Regions from separate parts of the Mus musculus genome. Here region 2 is linked to region 1. A link is a contact called in public Hi-C data. All regions are on one chromosome and are shown on one strand. The core of a region is the stretch at or near the end of the contact, and the rest is flanking DNA. Distances in the headings are between cores, read along the strand shown.

The links. A called contact is a pair of places that touch in the nucleus more often than the background predicts.
Region 2: a Hi-C map of rod photoreceptor shows a contact between it and region 1, with 4 times the contacts expected there. A contact is called at or near these places in 1 of 39 promoter capture datasets (hippocampal neurons) and 1 of 484 Hi-C or Micro-C datasets (rod photoreceptor).

Annotation. Positions count from the first base shown.
Region 1 is chr15:66,911,978-66,919,688 of GRCm38.p6, reverse strand. It overlaps Ccn4 (cellular communication network factor 4), which reads right to left. Exons shown (of 5, transcript NM_018865.3): 3 at 6,600-6,860; 4 at 2,219-2,412; 5 at 1-534. The coding sequence ends at 235. Among named protein-coding and RNA genes, the nearest start is that of Ccn4, 24 kb to the right of the region's middle.
Region 2 is chr15:68,933,169-68,940,879 of GRCm38.p6, reverse strand. All of the region lies in intron 1 of Khdrbs3 (KH domain containing, RNA binding, signal transduction associated 3), which reads right to left. Among named protein-coding and RNA genes, the nearest start is that of Khdrbs3, 8.6 kb to the right of the region's middle.

The DNA.
Region 1 (7,711 bases), core at 3,294-5,793:
AACAGTCAGAGATGTGTTTTCCTTGGAATGATGTAGAATGTCCCCAAGGAGGAACCCATTGTCTGAGCCTGAGCAGCACTCTCCTGGGCCATTACGATTGTCAAAACAGGAACAGAAACTGGGAATTCAGAATCGAGTAGGAAGTAGATGAAATAAGGCTCAATTGTGAAGTCCTGGACCACAAAGGGCTGGCTGCTTTGCAGCATGGAACTTTACCCTGAGCCACACACCCACCTAATTGGCAATCTCTTCGAAGTCAGGGTAAGATTCCAAGTCAGCAAAGATATCGTTAGGATTCCTGCAGCTCAGGTTGCAGAAGCAAGCATTAATCCATAGGACCTGCCGGGAGAAACCTGGCCCCTCTGGACACTGGAAATCCACACTGATGGTCTTGGACTTGTAGGGGATGCAACACCTATTGTCAGTACAGACTCCGCAGTACTTGGGTCGGTAGGTGCGTGTGCTGACACAGCCTGCGAGAGTGAAGTTCGTGGCCTCCTCTGGCTGGTACACAGCCAGGCATTTCTTCCCTGCCTTCAGGAAGGGAAAGGAGCCTTGGTTAGTACTGGTGATGTATAGCCACCATGCTCCCTCCAAACGCCAAATCCTCCCTTCCCATCATTGTGCATGGCAGGCGTCATCTTTGCTCCAGATTCACAGACTCTTTAAGTAATGAAGGACATCAGCCAACAAAACAAGACCTTGCCACATAACACATGTAAACCAAGGATTGCAGGAGGGCATTACCATGCTGAGCTCAGATATCACAGCTAGCAGTCTCCCTTCTCTCCTGATTTTTTTTTCCATTTTGGTACCCATGTGTCAGTGTCACCAGCACAAGAATCCTCTTTTAGCTAACCAAGCTCCCCAGCTAGCAAGCAGCTGAGCTGACATGGAATTCCATCATTAATCAGAGGCACATTTTGCTCTCATCTGTCCCATCTACCCCACCACCTCTCTTTCTCACAAATTCAGAATTGACGTTATTCAAATACAATTGTAGCCTTCTAGGAGGCTGTGGGCTCCTTGATACTCTGGCCTCTTTCTGTATCTCACTAATATAACCTTGAAGCTGGTCTACAGTAGGCAATTACTAAATGCCCTGTGCTAGTGTTAGGTTCTATTATCAGCATCCTAGCAGAGCTGGGCTCAGAACACATCCAGTGCGGGTAGAGCTTGCAGATTATCCAATCGGGGGAACAAACCTACCCAGGGTAGATGATGGTGGAGATGGGAGAGGAATCATGAGCTTCTAGCGAAGGGCCCAGACTTGTGATAGATTTTTAGAGCCCAGATTAGGGTCCTTGTTTTATTGTTCCTTATACTGGGTATTTCACACCCATACTTCCAATTAGGAGACATTCATAAAGGACCTGCTGGCACCAAAGGTTGGCACAGCAGAGTGTGAAGAGTAGAAAGGAAAGTATGCATCCATCAAAGATGACAAGGTGCTACGTTAAGGATAAGGAGCAAGCCCCATGTCTGATGATGGTGGTGGGAAACAGGGTTGTCCTGGTAACTGGCAGCCTTTCCTCAGCATCTGAAGAACCTACCCTGCTTCGTCCGCAAATAGAGCCAGGGATGAGCCCTGACAAGTTTTCTTTGCTTGATATGATCATCAGGTAGGTCAAGCACTAAGGCGTGAGTGAAGGGTACTGAGTTAGACAGGAAAGACTCATTTCTTTTGCAGTTTAGTATACATGTCCTTGATGTTGTACTTGTATCATCTTAGACTCTCAAAGCTGGGGGAAGATTCGGGGATTAATACCAATGTTATATTCACAGGAAAGGAACTGAAGCTTAATGATAGCCGGAGACTGGCCACACCTGTGAACACTAACAGCAGAGCGGCATCTGACACCATGTGTTTCAAGCTCTAGTTCACAGTCCTCACATTGCCCAGGTAGCTGTCCTGTGTTGGTGGATGTGGGAAGAAGCTAAGGGGATGAAAGATGGTGTAGATCCTTCAGAATCACAACACAAAGAACCCAGATGGCTCCTGATATCCCCTTGGAGTGACCTTGCTTCTGATAGGATGGTCAACTACAAAAGCATTCATTCAGTGGAATCCATCCTGGACAAGCCTAGCAGCCCCAAGGCCTGCCAAGCCCCTTTTCTTAAATGACTCCCAAGAAGTTTAGTGGTCAGGCTCAAGTCAGCTATACATGCTCACCATGCCTATACCTTCCTAAGGGGCCTAGCCCTGCCCTGAACTTACCTTGATGTGTAGTTGGATGTCCACATCACATGGCCGCAGGTTGCAGAGGCGACTTTCCTGCTCTGGCCAGCACCGGGCATTGACGTTAGAGATCCGAGTGGAGATACCTAGGCCACAGGTGGTAGAGCAGGGGCTCCAGGGACTAGTGTAGGCTATGCAGTTCTCATACCGTTGCTCCACGGCGCCTGACGCTGCTGTAGAGGAATACCACAGAACCTATGAGTCTGTAGCCTCCACGAGCTCCGGCAGCCCTCACCATTACCATGGGAAAAAAAAGCTATTTAGAATTCACAAGACGCAGAAAGAGGCAGAGACCAATAGACAGGTGAAGAATTTAGACAAGACAGACAGAAAGAATTGGGCTCTTCCTCCCCACAGGAGGACTAACTACCTTCTACTTAGTAGCCACACCTAGGTAGGGGGATTACATTCTCCTCCTTAACATTTTCTTCTCTGACCAAGTGATGCAACATAAAATCACAGAAGAATCATTGATCTAATCATCGTTAGAGCTGAGTGGACCCCAGGTTTCTATGATGGTTACTATTATCTGTAAATTGGACAGGGTCTAGAGCCACCTAGGAGACAGAGCTCTGGGGATGTCTGGCAAGGATTTTCTACATTGGGCTAAGAGAACTGAGAAGACCCACTTTAACTATGGGCATAAACTGGGGTTCCAGACTGAATAGAAAGGAGAAAGTGGGCTGAGTACCACTACTCATCTCTCCAGACTGGATGCCACATGACCAGACACCATCTCCTGCCACTGACACCTTTCCCACTACGATGGATGGTATCTCTTTTTGTTTTCATTAACATGAGATTTTATTTTTACATTTATTTTTACTTGTGTGTCTGTGTTTATGTCTGTGTATGAATGCCATGTGTGTGCTTGTCCTGGGGTAGACCAGAAGAGGGCATTTGAACCCGTGGAACTGGTATTACAGGCAACTGTGAACCACCAGGTAGCTATATATAAGTGCTGGGAACCAAATTAGGTTCTTTGGAAGAGCAGCAAGCACTCTTGAAACATGAGTCATCTCTCTAGCCCCTGCATCCCTTCTTAAAATTCGAAGCAAAATAAGCCCTTTCTCTTGTAAATTGCTTTCTTCAGGTATTTAGTTACAGCAACCAGAAAAGTAAGAATACAGTGACCACCTACAAGCTCTGGGACCTTCACACAGTACTTACTGGGCCTCAGTCATCGAATTAGAAGGATATCTACCTTGTGGGGCTACTGGAAAGGGTGGAGATTTTGACTGAGTTTATGCCATGCATCTACAAGTCATTGAGCAGGATCTGTTTGTTTGTTTTTTTTGTTTTTTGTTTTTTTGCTTTTTTAAGACACTGTCCATCCTACAGCCCCTCAGAAATGAAGTATATATCTGAAAGTTCAAAGGTGAGTCCGGTATCTGACATCCCATCTCAGTAAATCCAGAACATAGCAGCTGAAGAGACCATAGACTTCTGTGTCACAATCCCTGGGTTCATCTCTCTGCACTGCACTAGTTTGCAAATTGTGGGGTCCAGTGAGCTGGCTCTCACCTATAGGCCCCAGTTCCGCTATGTTAAAGAGAACAAGAACAGAGTTCCCAGGTCTGGGGTCTGAGAGGACAGAATCATGCATGTGACAGTGCATCAGATGTCCTTGGATTAGTGAATCCCTCTACATGGCAGCTGGTCCTGTTACTCAACTATGGACAAGTTGTATTATTTGCTCCTTGCTGGTCCTATGAACATACAGAATGTAGCATCTGATCAGTGCATACTTAGCCAGAGGTAAGCAGGGGAGAGTGGTGAGCTATGGAGGGAGACAGGTAATTAGATGGTAGGTGAGGCAGAACAGCCTGCAGAAATGTGGGACAGACAGACAGACATCCCACCTGTGCACTCATAGTAAATGGAAGAAAGGGGTTAGGGAGAGGAACCACACACACACACACACACACACACATACACACACACACGAGAGACAGAGACAGACACAGAGATGGAGAGACAGAGAGAGACACAGAGATGGATAGACAAAGAGATAAAGAAAGACAGAAGAGAATGAGAGCAAGGGCAGACAACGTAATCAAAACATTGGGGAAGGAAGAGAGGAAAAACACACCAGGCAGACGAGGAATCTATTTCAGGTAACAGAAATACAGTCCCTGGAACTTGCAGGTATGCTGCAAACATTGCTGGTGAGTGAATTTGGGAGTGAATTTGAGATAGGGAGGGCACCCACACATAGAAAGGAGACAGCAATGGAGGCATCCAAGGACAGAAGCAGACAGTCTGGGATGAGCTGGCTGGGAGCCTGTAGCAGGCATGGAGGGAGGGATTTGCCAGGGAGGATGAGAGGATAAAGGGCTTTGGTTTCTGGGTCTCCTCCATAAGGCTCCAGGGCCTCCGCCTGGGATGGCTAAGAACTGGGTCACTGGGTCACACACAATGGGCAGGCAGCCTCTGCCTCCCTCCACCACCCAGGGACTATTGTGCTATACTGAAGGCAGGTTTAGTGGGAAGAGCAGTCACGCTTCCCTGAGCTACCAGGGACCAAACCTTCCCTGCTACTGGCTTTCATCTCTACCACATTGTTTCTCCATGTGGAAGATTTTGTCCCCTAAGTCACATTTGTTAAGGTCTGGAGTTGTTTCAGATGGTCACAACTTGAGGATGTGTTGCTGTCATCTAAAAGGGCTGGCTAGGGATACTGCCAAGCCTGGAATGGCCCTTTCCTCAAAAATAAAATAAAATAAAATAAAATAAAACAAAAATCTTCTAATCCTTAGTGCTGCTGGCACCAAGGCCAAGAACACAGCTCTGCGCAGGCTCTGAGCAAACCCACACACTTTAAAAAACATTTTAAAAACATTAGCACCCCAAATCCCAGTGGTAAGCAGTCTTCTGTCCTTTGGCGTCACCTGACTCATTTTCCTCTAGCAGTGTCTGGATTCTGTGGCCACTGTGGCAGATTCTCTTGGATTCTCCTCATTTCCCCAGACTCTGTTTCTTCATAGTCCCTGGCCTCCTTTTCCCTTGTCTACTCCTCAAAAGTCATGCTCCCTAGACCTCTACTCCTCCGTCTCACTGTGTGTGCTACTCCCAGGACATATTAAAGACCAGCAGCTGCTCTCAGCAGAGCTCTCTTCCTGTGGGACTCCTTCTGTGAGGTTGCCCTGACTGGACATTTCTCCCTCTGAGCGCTCCTCAAACTCAGCCTGCTCATACCTGCTCATATCCTCTCCCTAAACGTGTTCCTTTGTTGTATTCTCTCCTGGGCAGTGGCCAGCCCCAGGAGCCACCCTGATTCCTCCCACCATGCCACACGCAGCACAGGTGCCAGGCCTTGAGGTGTTCTCCAGCACTGCTTCTTGTCCTTATCCTCTCTTCCCTGTTGTCCCCTCTGCCCTAGTTCAAAAGCCTAACTATGCATAAATATCCACCATCATCCAATCAGACACCATCTGTGCATATTTATCCTTTATCTACCCATATGTCACCTATCCATCCATTGTAATTATCTATCATCTATCTATGTATCTACCTATGTATGTATATTTGTATGTATGTATGTATGTATGTATGAATCTTATTCCACATATCTGTTTTCATCTAGTCTATAACCATTTCATCTCCATGCATGCCTTCATATACCCATTGATTTAGCTATCATCCATCCATCCATCCATCCACCCACCCACTCATTCATCTTATATCCAGTTATCCATCTATTTCACTCCCCTTCTCCCACCACTTCTCCTCTAAGCATCTATCCATATATCTATATATTGCTGATGTAGCATACACCCATCATCTATCTGTGATCTATTCATTCATCTATCTAGCCACCTAGAGCCAAAAACCTATCTGGCTACCTCTGCAAATACCAGCTGGATATTTTCCAAATATCTTGGAGCAAGTGCACCTGTGAATAAATGGTGAATAAATCACATCCCTGTCTTCCCTCACAGGGCTTCTTCTTCTTAGACTCACCTAGATAAATTTTCATCTGCTCACATGACCATAGCAGTAGAACCCTTGAGTTATCTGGAAAGTTCATCTACTCCTTCCAAGGCACTGCCACCTGCTCCTCTTTCTAGGTCCCTACCCACTCCCTGGGATACTTTAATAAGATAATAGAGGACTGAAAATGTCATGCCAGGCTTTTAAGTTAGGAGAAGCCCCCCCCCCCCAAGGTAGGCAGGAAAGATGGTGTCATTTGGATTTTATAGATGGAAAATTTGGGTTCCAGACAACATATCCATAAGGCCATATAACTGGTGAGTTGTGGAGAGAGTAATGGCCTGGGGACTTGATTTATGAAGAGAACATTTGGAATTTAGGAGCTCTATTATATTCAGGGATTTCACTTGCCCCTGCCCACACTTACCAAAGGCTCTGGTGTCCAACAGTGCAGTCTGGCGTGGTCTCCTTGCGTCATCATCACACACCCACTGCTCACAGCACTGGCCAGGGACTCTCACGTGCCGGGGCTGGCGGCACCAGAGGCGTGGGGGCCTGGGGCTTAGGCACAGCGGTGTGCAGCCCACCGTGCCATCAATGCAGGTACAGTTGTACCTGCAGTTGGGTTGGAAGGACTCGCCATTGGTGTAGCGTACGCCATCCAGGACACAGCCCACACCGACCACCTCTGCAAACACAGGTAGCAGACATGTCAGGCCAGGAGGTATGGGCTCTGTGCCAAGCTACTTCTGTGCAGTTTCCCTCTGCCTAAGATGCCATGCCAAGAAATCGCTCATATGAGAAAAGAGGGCCTGGTCCACATATCATCTGGCTGCACCCCAAGGACAAAGAGAGAGTCATGTGAAGAGATGGGGTGCAACAGGGAGAAAGGGAGAGAGGGTACTGTGAAGGTGCCCATGACATCAGGGGACAGCCATTGATGACCATGCTGAATGTTGGGTGGAAGGGTCAAGCACCTTAGTGCTAGAGCTCAGATATCTTTATTCCTACAGTGTTGCCAACACTGGTACTGGTGCATGCCTGTCTGAAGGAGGAAGGCATACACAGGAACCAGAACCCAGGAACGAAGTGGGCTGCCTTCTTCAGTACTGACTGTGGAGCCGGAGACCCAGTGCTGAACAGAATAACAATGGACTGGTCCTTGAAGTTCTCACAATATAGTGGGAAGATGGTTCAGTGGTTGTAGGAGTGATTGTTGATGGTGACAGCCACTGTGATAAGTGTTGGGAGATAAGGGAACAGGGTATTGGGTGTACACGTGGCTATAGACTGAGAGCAAGTGGGTAAGGAAGATCCTATGGATGTGAGAGGGCTTCCTTCAGCAAAGACCAGAAAGAGAGGAAGCCAGCCCAGGAGCTGATGACATTCTTGCTGCTAGGGAGGACATCTATTAGAGGTGTAAGAGCCTGGTGATGGAGTAACCTTGGGAGGTTGGGGTGGAAGAGAGACAGGAAGAGAGAAAGAAATAGGTGTGTTGGAGAAGACCAGATATAGCTTCCTTCTGTCTTAGAGGAAGTG
Region 2 (7,711 bases), core at 2,175-4,674, 2.0 Mb before region 1:
GTTGAGCATGAAGACACAGAGACACGATTACAGACACCAATCTGCTCCCCAGACCTCTGAGCAAGGGGGCCTGGAAGCAATAGTTTATAGGAACATTCCACCATGAAAGAAATCAGGGCACAGTGTAGGACAGGGCTGATTTCAGCACAAGGCAACAGAAAATAAGCCCTGGAATAAAATGCTGCCCCAAATACCCAAATCCACAGATGCCCAATCCCCGAATATAAAACAGGATAATGCTTGCTTATACTAAGCTATTCGTGTGCTCTATTCAGTAAGCGATCACTACAGTACACAGTGGTACCTAATACTATGCAATCCTGGATGACTTACAAAACAAAATGTGTACATGTTTAATAAAGGTCCTATTTTTTTCAAATATTTCTGTACATGTTTGGTTAAAAACACTGACAGATATATAGCAACCAGTTATATACAGCCCATGGATATATATCATACTAGTCATACACACATGTAATAATCCCATCAAAAGGACCAAGGGTACAGGGCAAAGGGCTTCCAGTACGCACACATGGGACAATGTAAGCATCAGTTTATACCGTAAAGGTCCATAACTCCTTGATTAAAAGAATCCATGACTAGACAAGATAAATGAGATAAACTGAACAAAGGAAGGTAGGGGGAAGGAGTAGGAGCAGAGGGAGGGCAAAAGACAGGCCCCCTCTCAGTAGAATGCCAATAGATGAATGTAGCTGCAGTAGAGGAGTAAGGAAATTGCCATTTTATAAATACCACACACACAGCCACGTTTCACGTTGTTCAGAATATGAATGGGTGCTAAAGTCTGTAAGGAACACTTTGAAAAAAAAAAAAAGGAACATTCAGTCTTAAACTAGCGCCCAAGAAAAGCACCAGGTGTTACTAAAGGAGAGAATTTACTTTTCAGGAAGACACCAGCATGACTTCAACCAGTCACCAACCTGCTCACCGGTGCTGTGAAGCCCCTGGCCACGTGCTCTCAGGTGCAGAGAATGTACTGCCTCCTCCTCAACAGTACAAGAGAATCAGAGAGCCCAAAGTTACAGAGACTCTTCCATGAACACTGGTATGTCCTCAGAGGCAGGGGAAGGCAGAGGGCTGTCTCCATTAAAACACTAGAAACCTGGCAGCTGGACAAGGGCTGTCTCCATTAAAACACTGGAAACCTGGCAGCTGGACGCACTGTGTGTTGCTCTGGACCTGGACCCCTCAGGGCAAAATTGGAACAAGTGGCAGAGACAGGTAAGGAATTGAGTGAGAGGCCAGCATCAAATGTGAGCTTCCACAGCCTACAAGAAAAGGCGTTTCCAGTTAGAAAGTATGCAGAGATGATAAACACTAAAAGGGCAACGCCATGTGTAGGACACCACAGCCAATCCTAACTGGTGAGTTCACGGAGATAGTGAAACAAGAGTCTTAGCACTATCCGTTTACTTCTGTGTAAGTGGAAAACTATTTCAGAACAAATCTGTATAGGGGAAAATGTATTTTGAAAGTTGGAGGAAGGAGAGACAGATAGGTAACTACAAGACAGCGTTAGAGGAGGGAACATGAAGATAAGGAACAACAGAAAAGTCAAAGTTGCCTGAATGCTGCCAGCACCAGGCCACTGACCTTACCCTACTCAGCATCCGGTTCATACCTCGTTAACAAGAAAGCCACCCAGTCCTGAGAAAAGTGGAATGAGCTTCACAGCATATAACCCACTCTGCAACAGTTCCTTAGCAATGTTTACCTCCCAGACTGGGTCCCAAAAATTCGACAAGATGTAGGGGGAAGGAGAGAAAGGAGGCCGGAGACGGCTCTGTGGTTGCACGCTCTCGCTATTCCTGCTAAGAACCTTGAGTTGTGTTCCCAGCACCGACACTGGGCAGCTCACTACACCAGCTTCAAGAGATTTGATGCCCTCCCATGGATTCTATAGTCACACATGCAAACACACACAAAAGAAATAAATGAAATCATTGAGAGGATTACTTACTTGTTAAAAACAATAATGAAGGCGACAGCAAGGACAACAGCAGCAGCAGTTTTTGCTCTATGTTCTCTACACACCCAGCCTGCCAGGGAGCCTCGCACAAGCATCACACAGCGGCGCTACAAACACTCCAGAGCGCCGGAACCTGTTTAATCACCATTTGCAGACAGGGGGCTGAGGCGGAGAAGAGTTGAGCCACAACCACAACACATCAAAGGCAGTGCTAAGACATGAGCCCAACTATGCTGACACAAAACTTAACTATCCTGTTCTGCAAAATAGACTGAGTCCGACCCCAGGATCATTTATTTCAGCTAACTAGCTTGCTTGCACACAGTGTAGGAGCTAAGGCAAGGGATTTTTCTAAGTGGTTAACTTCTGTTTATGCTCTCTGGGCACAACTGGACTGAAAGGAAGAGACAAAGAAGCGAGAGCAGTAAGAAAATCCAGTCCCGTTCCCACAGAAAGCAGTTATAACCATTCATTCTGCACTGGTCAACGGGAAAGAGCTGGGGTCTGAAACACAGATAAAACAGGAGGAGCAGCGAAGACCACGGGAAGACCTCACGTTAGATAGCACCGTCACTTCGTCTCAGTGACACCAAATGAGCTCAACAGAGGCAGAACCGTTCCAGTTCAGTTTAGTAGAATTAAATATTCCCAGTTCAATTTAGTAGTTCAAAATATGTCAAGACATACTATTTTAATTGATGATAATCAATTTTTGGAATTCTTATAGTCACTAGATATAGTGATCCAGTATTCAGCACTGTTAAAAAAAATCACCTTAAAAGAGAGGCATGTTTGTTTTTCTAAAACCCTCCTGTGGCTCTGTCCCTGGCACAGGCAGGCCCTCTAACTCACTCTTGTCAATAGCAGCAAAAGGCATGAATAGGCAGAAAACCCCACACCAGCTGACAAACCTTTCTTACTGTTGCTTGCTGTGTATCTCAGACTTTGATATGCATGCCCCAATGCAAACTAACTCTGAGAACTGTAATTCCACTTTGAAGGAACAGACCACAATGGCCCATAGCCACAAGCCAGACCATCCTAGTTAGCTCAGAGTGGTCAATCTAGCGTTTGTAGAGTCTTTCATTAGGTCACAGAGCCTTCTCTAGACTCAAACAGTTAACTGATCCTGTGACCGCCATTACTTTATCTGTAAAATGAGATGAACAAAATTCGTTTCACATAGTAGTACCAGGACTAAATGAACTATGTGAAGAGCAAGCTAGCAACTGTGCACAGCACCCCTTAGGAACTCAGAAGCATGAGCAACTAGACAAAAACATGCCTCTGTGTCCTGAAATGACGGCAAAAGTAGACTAAATTTGAAGGAAAAAAATAGTAGAAATGCATGAAACCCCAAAGAAAGGCAAGCGTGTGCATCAGTGCTAATTTCAGTTCAGGAGTTAAGCTAGGTGGGCAGAAGAGGATCTTCAGCTATGTGGAGCGCCATCTAGTGGAAGAAAAGCAGAGCACAGCTATGTATTATGATCAGAAGAACACCACTGTGAAAATGAGAATGAAAACTGCCCCTCCCCACTCCCTCTAATTTCTCAATGGGACCTGGAACCAGTAGTGACCCCCAAGTGTAGGATTTATGCTGAAGGGAGAGATCAAAGACGTTGCTCGCCCACATCCATGCCCTTTACCACGCCAAAGAAGAGCACCAGTAAGATGCCAGAACACCATTAAGACTCTTAAAATAGCAGCAGAAGCCGATTGGTGAAAATCATGGAAATTTACAGCCTCCCAGCTCAGAGCAAGCTCTCTTGTGCTGCAGTGTCCAGACACGCTCTAAGCTGTGGTCAAAAAAAGGTTTATGGAACTTCATTTGTTAAATTTAGGCTTAGGGTGCTGTGCCCTGACTAGCGTAATGAAATAAAACCAGGGCTGCTGGTTCTGATGGAATTAAAGGGGCTTCCTAAGCCAGAACTTCCAGGGCTGGAAAACTCAGATCACCCTCATATCAGAAGATTATCATGCATAATAATGCTAGGATCTGTGTGTGGTCACTAGACACAGTGTGTTTGCCAAGTGACACCAGTACTCACACACCTGTCTCGGGACAGTCCACAACAGCAGGCAGTAATACTTTAGAACCTATTGTGTGTTCTATATTACATGTGTGTGAACCACCAATCATACTAACAGAGCATTGGGTCCTCAACTTGTGAATGGGCAAATTGAGTGTCTGAGGAGTTAAGCAATTGGACAAATCTGAAGGGTGTCACCTTGCATAATCAGAGAATTCTTTCTGCACCATTTGGTCTTTGTTGGTTGGGTATGGCTACTCCCTAAGGAAATGCCATCCACCAGTCTCCACACTGGCGGTAGGCACAGTCTGCCCCTCTATAGCACGTGGAACCTCTTCTGCTCAGCAGATCACTGGTGCAAGGCTTTGCAGTTAATTAAGCTCTATAGTTAGAGCAGTCGCAGTGCCTGCTTGCACACTACCCCAGGCTCCAAAGCACAAGGCAGAGTGACCTTGATTAATTAGCTGACTCTCCTAATCAGTTTTCTCATCTGTAAAATGAGCTATTCTTTCTTTCCCTTCCCTTCCCTTCCCTTCCCTTCCCTTCCCTTCTCTTTTCTTTTCCTTCCTCATTTTTTTCTTTTCTTTTTTCATTGAGATGGGTTTCTCTGTGCAGCTCTGGCTGTCCTGGAACTCACTCTGTAGACCAGGCTGGCCTCAAAGTTAGAGATCTACCTGCCTCTGCCTCCTGAGTGTGGGGATCAAAGGTGTGTACCAGGACTGCTGGGCATGGTATATTCTTTTAACAATGTTAGAAGAATTAAATGAAACAATATACATAAATCATGAAAATGAGAAAGGGCCCTGGATAAGCAGCAGCTTCAACAATAGTAATTTCAAGTCATATATGTTTAAATATGCTCCCTTCAAGAAAGCCAAGGCTATTGATTGTGGAAATATAACCTTGTGCGTTAGCATTCCCTCATTCCCTCCCTCGCTCACTCCCTCCTTCCTTGCCTTCCTTCCCTTTCTTCCTTTTGAACCTGGCTTTGAAGGATAGGGACTTTCTCATTATACCAGAAACTAAGTAAGAATCTAATACACTCTGAACCAGTTGATTCCTTGGTGACCAAGAATTAAAAACAAAGAGCTCTGTCTGCAGGTTCTACAGGCTCTTTCACACAGCAGGCCCTGAGAGAAGGTTTCAGTAGCACACTTTCTAGGCCACGTTGCCCGCTTTCTCTGACTCTCGGGATGCATACATAAGTAAGACTCCTCACCTTGAACACCCACCAAGGCTCATGCTAGTGTAGCTGGAAAGCTCAGGACACAGTGGGTGGCCTTTCTGTTAAAGCACATTTTCAGACACCTCTTTTAAAAAATTCATCATCACTAACGGAAATTCCTAGTGGGCTTCTACCATAATCAAACTTTTATTTAAAAACAACACTGAGTAACAGCCTTTTACATCCTTTCTTTTTTTATTATTAGACATTTTCTTTATTTACATTTCAAATGCTATCCGGAAAGTTCCCTATACCCCCCTCCCCCCCGCCCTGCTCCCCTACCCACCCACTCCTGCTTCTTGGCCCTGGCGTTCCTCTGTACTGGGGCATATAAAGTTTGCAAGACCAAGGGGCCTCTCTTCCAGTGATGGCCGACTAGGCCATCTTCTGCTACATATGAAGCTAGAGATATGAGCTCTGGGGGTACTAGTTAGTTCATATTGTTGTTCCACCTATAGGGTTGCAGATCCCTTCAGCTCCTTGGGTGCTTTCTCTAGCTTCCCCATTGGGGGCCCTGTGTTCCATCCAATAGCTGACTGTGAGCATCCACTTCTGTATTTGCCAGGCACTGGCATAGCCTCATACAAGACAGCTATACCAGGGTCCTTTCAGCAAAATTTTTCTGGCATATGCAACAGTGTCTGGGTTTGGTGGCTGATTATGGGATGGATCCCCGGGTGGGGTAGTCTCTGGATAGTCCATCCTTTCGTCTTAGCTCCAAACTTTGTCTCTGTAACTCCTTTCATGGGTATTTTGTTCCCTATTCTTAACAGATCCTTTCTAAGCACTAAAGAATTGAAGTTCCAGGCCTGACTCTCTAAGCTCTGCCTCCTTTCCATTTTGGAGCCAGAGATGCCTCACTGGGGAAACCACACACACACACACACACACACACACACACACACACACACACACAGACACACACACACAGACACACACACACACAGACACGATGGCAGGACAAGGATAAAACTACAGACCTTGCAAGATCCTGAATGGGTCAGAGAGAACGCACTGGAAGCACCTGGCACTAAAGAGGCCCTCTACCCGCTTGCTTGTATTTTAACCATTCATAAGTGCTGTCCCAGAGAGAAAAACACCTCGCTTCCTGTTTTAGTAAACATGTATGCCTTTCTCTCTCCCTTCTTCAGTCAGACAGATGACAAGTGGCAAAGGGGTCTGGTGATACCCAAGTTGAAGCTGGCACAGCTTCAGGGCAGTTCAGTTGTTCCTCTGACTTCCCATTTCTGGCTAAGCATGTCCTCAGTGGTATACACTTTTAATCCTAGCACTCAGGAAGTCAGGCAGCCAGACAGGAGGATCTCTATAAACTCGAATTCCAGACCAGCCTGGTCTACATTGTAAGTTCTAGGCCAGCCATGGTTACATAGTAAAACCCTGTCTAAAAATAGAAAAAGGAAAAAAAGAAAGGGAGGGAGGGAGGGAGGAAGGGAGGGAGGGAGGGAGGGAGGGAGGGAGGGAGGGAGGGAGGGAGGGAGGGAGGGAGGAAAATTTCTGGCTGGTGCCTGGAACTGCAAATTAACTCCTTCAGGTAAGGAGATGTATATGCTATGTGCCATGAGCTTTCAGGATTCTAACGATTCTAGTTTGACTCTACTTCCAAAATTAAAAAAAAAAAAAATCCCATTATGAACTTCAGAAGGAAGGCTGATTGCAGTGGAGTGCACTGGCTTAACAAGTTCCTCAGGAAAGAAAAAAAGTAAATAAACATCTGATTCTGAGCAGATCTGACAACATCTTCTCATTATCTCCTGAGAAAGATCCCTACTGTTCCTCCACACTCAGAATCCTGGCAAGCTCTCCTGCTCTCCTGCTCTCCTGCTGGCTTTCACCGCACATTTCACTTGGAGCTTCCCCTCCTTCCTCAGTGATGTGTACCTTAGAGACCTCACCCCCGCCCCCCAGGCCTGGTTGTCCACAGAGGTCAGGAGAAGAGGGCTCAGTGGCTGTCAACTCCCAGCCTACTTTCACTCTTTCACCTCTATGGTAATCACTCCAGGAAGGCCTGAGTTCTGTTTGCAAAGCCCAAGCAAGTATGGAACTTGACCAATACCTCCTAAAGACAGGAGGCCAGGGGAGACCAGGTCTGCCCCTAACAGGCTCCCACTCTCCCACCAGAGTGAGGAGAACTAGACCCCAGCATCACACCAGGGCGGAGGTGAGCACTGGACATCACTGCAAATGAGAAGGAAGCAACGGAGCCCTGCCCTTTGCTGGGGGGAGGAGAGCAGACGGAGGAATTAAAGCAGAAACCTGGAGGGAGAGGAATAAAATTAGACAACACATCATGTATCTTTCAACCCAATGTGGTCAGGGAGCAAGGGAAGGAACTGCACTTCAGGCAGCCCGGCTTTCCAAGTCTGCGCCTGTCACTAACCAACTCTCCTACAGCAACCTCACTTCCCAGACCTCCGAGGGTCAGAACAGAATAGCATGGCAAAACCC